Regions from separate parts of the Mus musculus genome. Here regions 2 and 3 are each linked to region 1. A link is a contact called in public ChIA-PET and HiChIP or PLAC-seq data. All regions are on one chromosome and are shown on one strand. The core of a region is the stretch at or near the end of the contact, and the rest is flanking DNA. Distances in the headings are between cores, read along the strand shown.

Region 1 (3,155 bases), core at 458-2,957:
TGGAGTAGGAGATCAAGGAAACTGCTTCTCAACTAGATAGAGAACTTAGTTATTTCTGCTCCCATGATTTCAGAACAGTAGTTGTTGAGTCAGTCCCAGGATTGATCAGGAAACTCTTAGATTAGAAATGGAAATTAATTCAGGCTTCTCCTCTGCCGCTGATAATGTGTTGAAGCACTTGATCTAAGGTGGTGGCGAGCACCTGTAACATCCACCCAAGAGGCAGAGGCAGGAGCATTAAGGCCATCTAAGGTTAGATAGTTGAGACTGCATCTCAAAATCAATCAATCAATCAATCAATCAATCAATCAATTTATTAAATTGTTTAGTAATCTCAGTTATTTATGATACAGTGTTTAATGATATAATTTGTTATAGAAATTTTCATATTCAAGGATAACTTCCATGAGGGATCATGGTAGAAGAACAGGACAATAGGCCTTTGAGTCAGGTTGCAGTACAGGTGTTGTTGACTCTGTAGCTGTGTGACATGCATGGTATTCTGAGGTCTAGCTTCCTTTTCTGTAAGATCAAGAGGAAAGATGTGGGATTCAAGGCAACCTATGGAATTAGCGTACTGTCACATACACAGTAAATGCTCAACAAAGGGTGTGCTTATCTTTAAAAAATGTAGATCTTTGTCAGGCACTAGTGTTGCATAGAATTAATGCCAGCACTTGGGAGGCAGAGGCAGGTGGATCTCTATGAGTTCAAGACCAGCCTGGTCTACAGAACGAGTTCCAGGATATCCAAGGCTACATAGAGATACCCTGTTTGAAATAAAATAAAATAAATAGCCCTTTATTCCCCCTTTGTCCAAACTGTTTAGTAGTTTTATTATTTCTGCATCCTTACACCCTTACTTCTTTCTTTTATATAAAAAGACCCGATACTTTGATAAGATTTGTGTTGGGGCTGGCTATTCATTCCATGTATATGGCCGAAAGGAGTGCCCTGTTTGTCTTACGTAAGTCCCGAGTCTGGGTTCCTGTAGGCCACTTCTGCCATTTAGTGTGTATCACTCTTGTCTCCAGAGTCAGAGTTCTTACACTGCTTTAATATGTGGTGTTTTGGGGATCCAGAGAACAGGCAGCATTTTGTTCAGAGAATTGTTATCTTGTGATCCAGAAAACTCCATGTTTGTCTTTTACATAAGGCATCAAGGTTTAGAGAAATAGGTTCTTGTACGAATGGGAAAGTATACCCCGTCAGTTGATGTTCACTGGGCACGGCCCCTCCCTTGCTTGTCCCACTTTGGAGATGATTCTGATATTGTTTCGATTTTGTTGAATCTAGGCATGGAGTGTGTGGATACTTCGCTGATTATTTCTATGCAGAATGCTGCCCTTCCTAGCCCATGAAATAGACAGCTCAACTTAGAAAGCAAATGAATATCCAATTATTTTGAACTAGAGACTTCTGTGGATTCATTATCCAGCCAGTCTATTCTCTAAGTGTCTGGTTAGACTTCTCGCCTGCAAGAGTAGCCATCCTCATATGTTGAGTCATCCCAGCCTTGTGAGAGCAGTGAGTTTCAGGTTGGACCTCCTGGGCTTATTTTTGCCCCGTGTTTCTTAGTGATGGGAATATGGGTGCTAACTGGAGCACTGACATTTTCCTTTGTGCCTTCCTGCAGACCATGCCCCAGGGCTACACAATGTATGGAACACAGATGCCTTTGCAACAGGCAGCTCAGCAGCAGCCTGGTGGCGTGGTCCTTTCCCCCAGCTACAACTCCAGGGCCTATCCGGCTGCACATTCCAGCCCAGCGCTGATGGAAAGACTCCGGCAGCTTCAGCAGCAGCCAAGTGGCTACGTGCAGCAGCAGGCCTCCCCGTACCTGCAGCCCGTAGCTGGCTCTCAGAGGTGATACCTGTTGAAGTAATTGCGATAGTAAAACCCTCTCGGCCTTGGGATTGTTAAGCTCGCTCCTTCCAAGCGTTTGATACCGTAATGGTTTTTGAGCTCCTCTACTTGAGTCCTGACATCTCATTTTTTTTTTAACCAGCGTGCAGTAGAGGTTCCAAATTCTTTCATTGAAGAATGCTGTGGTTTTGACTCACTTCTTCCATGTGTGCTATGTAAAGTTTTTCAGATGTTACCCATGTGTTTTCTTTTCTGCTTTTTTCCTCCCCAAAAGGATTTTTTTTTTTTATTAAAAGTATCTGAGAAAACTATCGATCATGGTTAGCAGCGCCTTACTAGGATTTGTTGATCAAGCCAGTTTCTGTTGTAGAGCTAATTGTACATGGTGCTTTGCAAAGTTTTGTTATGACTTAGTTTTTATTTTTCCCACCTCAGAGATGACTCATGGCCGACTCTTCTGGTTCTTGTTTTAATCACACCCCTTCCTCCTAGGGTGTGTCAGTACTGCTTATTGTCGTAGTCGCTATCCATACATGGCTAAATTTAAATGAATTAAATCTGATTTAACATTTATTTCTGCAGACACATTAGTCACCTTTTAAGTGCACTTTAGCCAGCTCTGGCCAGCATGGCTAGATTTGAGGTTCATGTGACATATGCAGTGACGTGAAGACCTGGCAGGATGCTCAGCTATCTTGTGAAATTCTGTAGCTTTGACCAAGGAGCCTTGCAGTTTTGTTTATTTCTAAACCCTGATAACTAACTAGTCCTAGTGGCTAGAGGCCATTTCATTGGATGGCACAGATAGGAATCATTATTGCTTATCAAAATATACAATCTCATTAGATAATATAGTCCAGAAGAATTAGGTTTGTAATCATATAGACTACATTGTACAGTGGATAGCAGCTTAGCTCCCATGCGTTACCATCAATGACCAGCTACATGTCTGCTGAGGATAATAACTCTCTGAAAGTTAGGGAGGTCGGTGGGATTTGTGGGAAATAATTTGTAAAACATGCATTTTGCTCACCATGTTTTATAAGTAGTAGCAGAGCAGAGCTCAGTAACTTGAGCTTAAGTGCTAAAAAAAAAAAATCTGGGTTCAAATCCCACCTGTGTCATTTTTTTTTTCTGGATGACCTTAGTTATTTCTCTATGTCCACTGCTTCATTTTTAAAGTTAGAGAATAAAACTGCTAACTCACAGTGATACTCGAGAAGTAATGAAATACGACTGTTCAGCCATTCTACTCCCAGTCTTCCAGAAGTAAATATTAAATTATTTTC
Region 2 (3,155 bases), core at 360-2,859, 190 kb before region 1:
GAAGTGATACAAGGTGTGAACTTAAGTATATTAGAGGTTACAAGCTCTTCCCTTTCCCCCCGAAGTCTCAGGGTACTTGGGGTCCACGGATATTGTTATTCTGTACTAACCTTAATGAAAATTGTAAAGCACTTACCATTTATGTTTGTTGACTACACATTTTTGTTTAAAGAAAGACATTTTTTTTTTGTGTCCTGTTGGGTGGTTATTCTAATCTTCAGTCCACTTAAGCATGTGGTAGAATTTTAGAAGCGTGGCACTTTAATGTTAGATATGTTCTTTATCAATGACTATTTACCAGTTCTCAAATCAATTGAGGCTGCAAAGTGCTCTGGATTTCTGTAGCCTTTACCCTTCTCTGTTTTTCTGAGTCTTGTCTATTGACCTGTGGGCCTGAAGGAGACCCTTCATGTCTGAATGCCACTTCAGGCTTCTCTGACTTCCTTATAGGCGTTTCAGATGTTATATAGTGTCAGTAAAATAGTTATTTGTTTCTGTGAGTGCTGGATTGCCTGAATAATTATATGGCAAACTCTCATTTTATTGGTACAGATTATAGTAAAGAAAAATATTATAATAGCTTGTCAAGATTGGCATTCTCTGTAATTAGAACTGACCATCTGTTGCAGAGTGGAGTAACTTACAGTGGGTTACAGTGTAACCACTCATTCAGTAATGCGGAAGAGTTTGAGTGCTCTGCACTTGCTTTTATTAAATTGTGTCTAGAACGCCAGGAAAAATAGTTCCTCAAAACCTTGCATATATTGATGAGAGGCAAAATTGTACTATAGTAGCATCCCATGCTCTCTGTCATAAATCTGAAATCTAAGAGCTTGATAAACATTGTGACAACAATATCCATACAAAGTAGGTGTGCTTGGCAGTACTCCAGCAAAATGAAGAACAGACTTTAAATATCTCTATGGTCCTTTCTCATAGATTGCTTATTCCTTGGGGTGTAAAACTTAACTAAACTAAATGAAAACTTAGAAGGTTTTCCATGGGAGTCATTTTTGACATGTTTTGAAATTTGCTAATGTCGGACTGGTAGAGGAAAGTCTGGTTAAGATCTACTGGGGAGATATAACATGGCCTTGCTTATCATCAATCTAGCTAGAAAACAGTAGCTCGTTACCCTTGCCTGAGTTATTAGTCTAATTTGAACTGTAGTTTTTAAAAGACAGATGAGACCAAAGAAAGCAGGAAGTGCTGTTAGAAGCCCACAGATCAGATCTAATTACAGTTTGTTTAATAGTGGTTGCCCTACCACTCCAAAGCCTTGGGACTTTTGACTCTTTCTCTTGCAACACTGAAAATCCTGACATTGGTTTCTATGAGGAAAAAAAATGGAATGAGCTCATTGAAAAGGACGTACCTGGCTGTGTCTTCTCTGGCCTGAGAAGGCCAGGGTCCTGGCTGTCTTTTCTGGCCTAAGCAGGCCTGGGTCCAGGTTGTACCTGGCTGTGTCGTCTCTGGCCTGAGAAGGCCTGGGTCCTGGCTGTCTTCTCTGGCCTGAGTAGGCCCAGGTCCAGGTCTTCAGAGAATCAGGAGCTATTTAGTTACCCACAGTGACAGCAGTTCCATTTTGCAGGGTCGCCTGCTGAACTAAGAATTTCCTTTCCTTCTTGTGTGGTTTTAAAATGCTAGAGATTGACGTAGATGAAACTGTGGTTTGCAAATGGTCTAAACTGTATGAAAGTCTCCTGAGGAAGTTTTTGTAAGAAAACAATTTCATCTGTCTAAGTAACTCAAATTTGTCAGTTACTGTTTTAGGAAAAAGAATTTTAAATTATCCATGATAACGTCTTGCCTCATGTATCTTTTTTTTTTTTAAAGTAAAAGTACCACATACTGTTCTGTTTCATAATAGTTTTTTAAAAAAATAGTGTTAAACTCTTGAAACTGGTATTGAGTTTATGAATTAAAGACAGTAAGGTACCTAAGCAGATAGTTTTTTAGTTACTGATATCAGTACTTCAGAGGTACAATTATTAAGTAATATTGTTGCAGCTTGTATTTATTTAAGGTATTTGTTGATTGAAAAATAACACAACCACATTGTGGCTGGCAGACACCTGTAGCCCCAGCATTTGGGAGGCTGAGTCAGGGTGATAGCCACAAATCTGAGGCAGCCTGGGCTCCATGGTGAATGTAAAACCAGTCTAGGCTATCTTGTGAGGCCATCTGGAAATTAACACCGTATAGAGTCTGGTATGGTATAGTTACCTTTTTGTTGTTCATGATAGAAAAACATTTTTCTACATTTATTATTTTGTATGTATGCATGTGAGGTACATGTGTGTCAGAGCGTGTTTGTGGAGTTCATATGACAGCACTGAGGAATCGGTTCCCCTTCCACCATACAGGGTTATACTCAAGTTGTCAGGCATGGTGGCCAGCACGTTTCAATCCGTTGAGCCAGCTTGACAGCTCCAGTTTAGAAACAAAATCTTGAAATAAAATAAAAGAACACCGTTAGAAGAACAGAGAGATAACCGCTGTTCCCTTTCTTGGTTTATGGATTTAAGCTTTATTTCTGCGTTTACATGAACCACATAAATGTGACTGTACAGGTGATTAGAGATTTTCCTTCACAGATATGCTACATGTAATCCGGGGAGGTGGCACAGCAGGTTAGAGCACTTGCCATACAAGTCTGATAAACCAAATTCAATCCCTAGAGCGTGGGGAGCGAGAGGAGAGACTCACTGTATGAACTTGGCCTTTGACTGGCACTTGTGTACCATGACACACACATATTCACACTCACATACACATAATCCTAATATTACACTTCTAAGTGTTAAGGAACACATGTCACCTGCTTTCCATGTTATGAGACTGAAAACAATCAGAAAGTATTTCTCGTCTTGACATAAACAGCTTGATAAGTTGGGGCATTTATTTAGCAACTTGTACCTTATATCACATGATTATTCTCCTACAATAAAAACAATTTAAGTGGTGTTTAAATGGAGCCCAGCTCTGAAGTAGCATGCCTGACAGCTTGCTAGTCTGAAGAAGAAGTTTTGCCTCATTAGTGATTGATTTTGTTTTGTTTTTTTTATTTATCTTTCATTGGTAAGACTGGATTCCCACTACCCACTGCCCCTTTCCTTTCGGAGTTACCAGAGATCAAAGCCTTGATGGTAGGT
Region 3 (3,155 bases), core at 294-2,793, 170 kb before region 1:
AAGTAAATTTTTATTGAACAGCTGCTATGGGCAAGATATATAAGCCTTAGGGGTTTTTTTTTTTTTTAATTGTTGATATCTATTTGCTTAAATAGGTACTAGGACAGAGGTGAAGCGGGTTAAAAAGTTAAAAACCCAAACAAATAATGTTATTCAGGATCTCAGCATATCAAGATTTAGCTGTCTATCTGCAAGCTTGCTTCGCCCCCCCCCCCCTTTTTGGGACTCCAATAATATTAACTATTTTCTATAACTCGATTACTGCCCTTATTATGTAAACATCCAGCTAAAGGGCTAGCCAGTTCTGCACAGTCTTGCATTTCTCTCCTATTCATGCATAAATTACATTTTTTATTAGTCATAGTCATTGTATGCTAGAGACAAGGAAATAGATTGGGAGCCGGATGGTTTCTCTGAGTACTAGTCTTGCCCTTTAATTAGACAAGTCACCTTGACTCTGAAACTTGCTAAACTCAGTTTCAGATTGGTAAGACAGAGACATACAGAGATTTTTTTTTCCAGTGTCCCCTGCCTATTCGGAACACCCAGTGACCTGACGATCTGACAGCATGTGTTCCAAGTCTTAAAGGTGGAGGACAGTAACCTATGAGCTCAGTGCATGGACCTGTTAACTAGAAATCCTCCCTGTCATATAAAATCATGACATGCTGTCACAGTGTCTCTTGGCTCTTGTGCACATGACATGAGCTAAAGGCAGAGAAGGGTCTTCTTTATTTTTAGGAAGAGTGGTCATAGGTATTTTATACCCCAACCCATAACAATTTCTTGTGATTAGCTAATATTTTAAAGTTGTCAGGATATAGTAAATACTGAATTTACTTCTTTTAAACTTCCTTCAGCATGAGGGCACGCTGTGGTTGAGTCTCAAAACCTCTCCCTACAGTTGCAAGTTTACAAATTTTCCATCAAATGAGGTTTTTTTTTTTAACCTATCAATCTTTAGGTGGTTGAATAAATAAACTAGAGCTTACCATAAGTATATTTTAGGTTACAAAAATGTTAGTCAGGCTTCATTTAAGTTACTTTACAATTTACAGAAAAGTAGACTATAGATGGAACTTTGTAAGTATCTTCTTCATCCTCGCCACTCGTGAATTGAAACTAAAACCACTCTTTACGTATTTTTTTTTAAGCCTTAGAGGAAGAAATCAGAACTTAAGGATCAAGGAAATGAAAATATAAACCCTAAGACACAAGCACCAGGAGGCCACTCTGATTCCTCTTTCTCTCTTTTGAAATTAGAGTGTGACTTACCATTGCGTCCCCGTCCCCATCCGTAGCCCAGGCATCAGTGTGTCTGGAGGACAGCAGGGACTCCCTTACATGAACTCCTTCACGTCTGGCTTCAGCTCTGCTGGGGTGGCGGCCTTCATGCTCTGTATTTGTTTTCTTTCCTAAGCATTTTAGTTATTGAGCTGCCTTTGCTCCGAGGGTTGCGTCATAACCCAGCTGCACTTGTCCCCTTCACAGGATCAGATAACTCCTTTTAACCCCATCTCTGCTACTGCACACTGCTATTCTGCATCAGCCTGAGAGCTTGCTTAAAAGAGGAACTCCCAATTCCTAGTCCGTGAGCCCACAGAAGAAAATCATGCTTCATTACCTTGCTGAACGTAGGGAAAGTCCAGTCTCACCTATAAATCCAGTGTTCCATTCATCACATAGGAACAATTTCGGAGACTCAAAGTGCAGAAAGCCATCTTACTTTGGGATTACCTGTAGTCTTTGACTCTACCCTGAACTGGATGGAATTTTCCTACTTACCAATTCTTCTGGCCTCCACAGTCCCTGTAGGTAAGATTGGTTCAGCGACTTAGTATAACATCTGACTGGTACTGAGGGAAATGTACTTTGCTTTTTAGCTTGGGCTGTTCATGTTGACAAGCGGGAAGTGCTGCATTAGGGCTCAAACCAAAACATTTAAAGTACCCTCTGAAATGTTGATGGCTCGCCAAATTCCTGAGCATCCAGCAGTACAGATTTCCACCAGCTTTTGGAGGCCGGCTCTAGTTTGTGCTTATATAAGTTGGAGCTGATGTAGATTTGCTAAGGGTTACAGATTGTCAAGGCCTGATCAAGGGTAAACAGCATGAAGGGGTGTGTGAAGAGGGAGAGGAACCCAGCCGGCAGGAGGATGGATTGTTCCCATGTCTAGCCATGACCTTTTGTGTGAAGCTGTAGTAATAATAGCTACAGTGTTCTCTGTTTGGATTCATTTTAAAGTTTTGATTCACATGGTTTTAACTAGCTAAGGTTCCCCCACTCCCCTTTGCTTTATTTTTTCTGGAAAACTGAACATTTATCTGAGAGTAAAGCACACCTGTGTGGGTGTCCACAGGAGCCTTGCCCTGTACTGGCAATGCAGCAACAGATGAGCAGAGAGTGGTTCAAAAGATGCCAGCCCCCTCTTTGGGACACACATGCCCTGTCCTTGTGGGATGCTAATTGTGCCCAGTCTGCACCATCCTTTAGTGGTGCGTAGGGACTTCCGACCTTTCTCCAGTTTATCAGCACAACTCCGGTCTGATTTTGGATAGCACTATTTCCATGTTGGTTTGCTAACTGACCTGTTTCTGAGTATTTAACAAATTGTTCCCATGGATTTTTTTTTTTTTTTTTTTTTTTGCTCTCCAGTTGTACTCTGGATTAACACAATACCACACCATCTCTCTGTACCATTATGCCGAGGTTCCTCCATGTGCTTAAGCCAACTTTGAATGCTTCCACCCAGCACTGGACCTGGAGCATTTTCTCTGGTCTTTCTTAGATTTCTCTCTCTTTTTTTTTTGGTCTCACCATTTTCCCCTCCCGCCCAACTCTGTCTTACCGAATCAAAAGTAAAAGTTCCTCAAACTGTCTCGTATCTCCTAAGCAACTATCAAACTGTTCTTCTAGCATCCTTTGCAGATGCATTAGAAAATAGTTCCTGTGTGCTGTCTTCACTTCCCTTCTACCTTGTAATCTATTTTCCTGTGTGACTTCATGGAAACTGCACAAATCCAGCCCCACTACCCATTGCTCAGCCTACTCGTTATTTTTAAAAGATATATAAAGGCAGCATTTGTTTTTTAATTGTGAAAGTGCACACAAATGTTCTGTCTTGACCTGTTTTCTTTTCTGAAATAACCCTGTTG

Evidence for each region. HiChIP or PLAC-seq counts read pairs in DNA pulled down with a chosen protein or histone mark. ChIA-PET counts read pairs in DNA pulled down with a chosen protein or histone mark.
Region 2: an RNA polymerase II ChIA-PET map of effector CD8 T cells shows a contact between it and region 1, with 48 read pairs. The contact joins the promoter of Gpr171 here to the enhancer-like site in region 1. A contact is called at or near these places in 1 of 39 promoter capture datasets (neutrophils), 1 of 15 datasets of contacts at CTCF or cohesin (the NIH/3T3 cell line), 2 of 484 Hi-C or Micro-C datasets (cortical neurons and embryonic stem cells), 3 of 115 datasets of contacts at active chromatin or transcription factors (CD8 T cells, effector CD8 T cells and memory CD8 T cells) and 1 of 9 other capture datasets (pancreatic islet).
Region 3: a CTCF HiChIP or PLAC-seq map of the NIH/3T3 cell line shows a contact between it and region 1, with 12 read pairs. The contact joins the promoter of P2ry14 here to the enhancer-like site in region 1. A contact is called at or near these places in 5 of 39 promoter capture datasets (the 3T3-L1 cell line, 3T3-L1-derived adipocytes, the HPC-7 cell line and 2 more), 2 of 15 datasets of contacts at CTCF or cohesin (CD8 T cells and the NIH/3T3 cell line), 3 of 484 Hi-C or Micro-C datasets (cortical neurons, embryonic fibroblasts and embryonic stem cells), 5 of 115 datasets of contacts at active chromatin or transcription factors (CD8 T cells, bone marrow-derived macrophages, effector CD8 T cells and 2 more) and 1 of 9 other capture datasets (embryonic stem cells).

The regions. Positions count from the first base shown.
Region 1 is chr3:59,294,369-59,297,523 of GRCm38.p6, forward strand. Med12l (mediator complex subunit 12-like) reads left to right here. Exons shown (of 44, transcript NM_177855.3): 40 at 1,637-1,866. Among named protein-coding and RNA genes, the nearest start is that of P2ry12, 33 kb to the left of the region's middle. Within about 2 kb of position 1,708, at least 70 of the 459 cell types and tissues checked have an H3K27ac peak or open chromatin away from gene starts, as enhancers often do. A contact at or near this core is called in CD8 T cells, the NIH/3T3 cell line, effector CD8 T cells and 2 more, where this site is marked.
Region 2 is chr3:59,100,212-59,103,366 of GRCm38.p6, forward strand. It overlaps Gpr171 (G protein-coupled receptor 171), which reads right to left and starts at 1,610. Exons shown (of 2, transcript NM_173398.3): 1 at 1,376-1,610. The region is part of intron 15 of Med12l (mediator complex subunit 12-like); the gene reads left to right.
Region 3 is chr3:59,129,219-59,132,373 of GRCm38.p6, forward strand. P2ry14 (purinergic receptor P2Y, G-protein coupled, 14) reads right to left here and starts at 1,544. Exons shown (of 2, transcript NM_001287124.1): 1 at 1,276-1,544. The coding sequence starts at 1,278. All of the region lies in intron 15 of Med12l (mediator complex subunit 12-like), which reads left to right.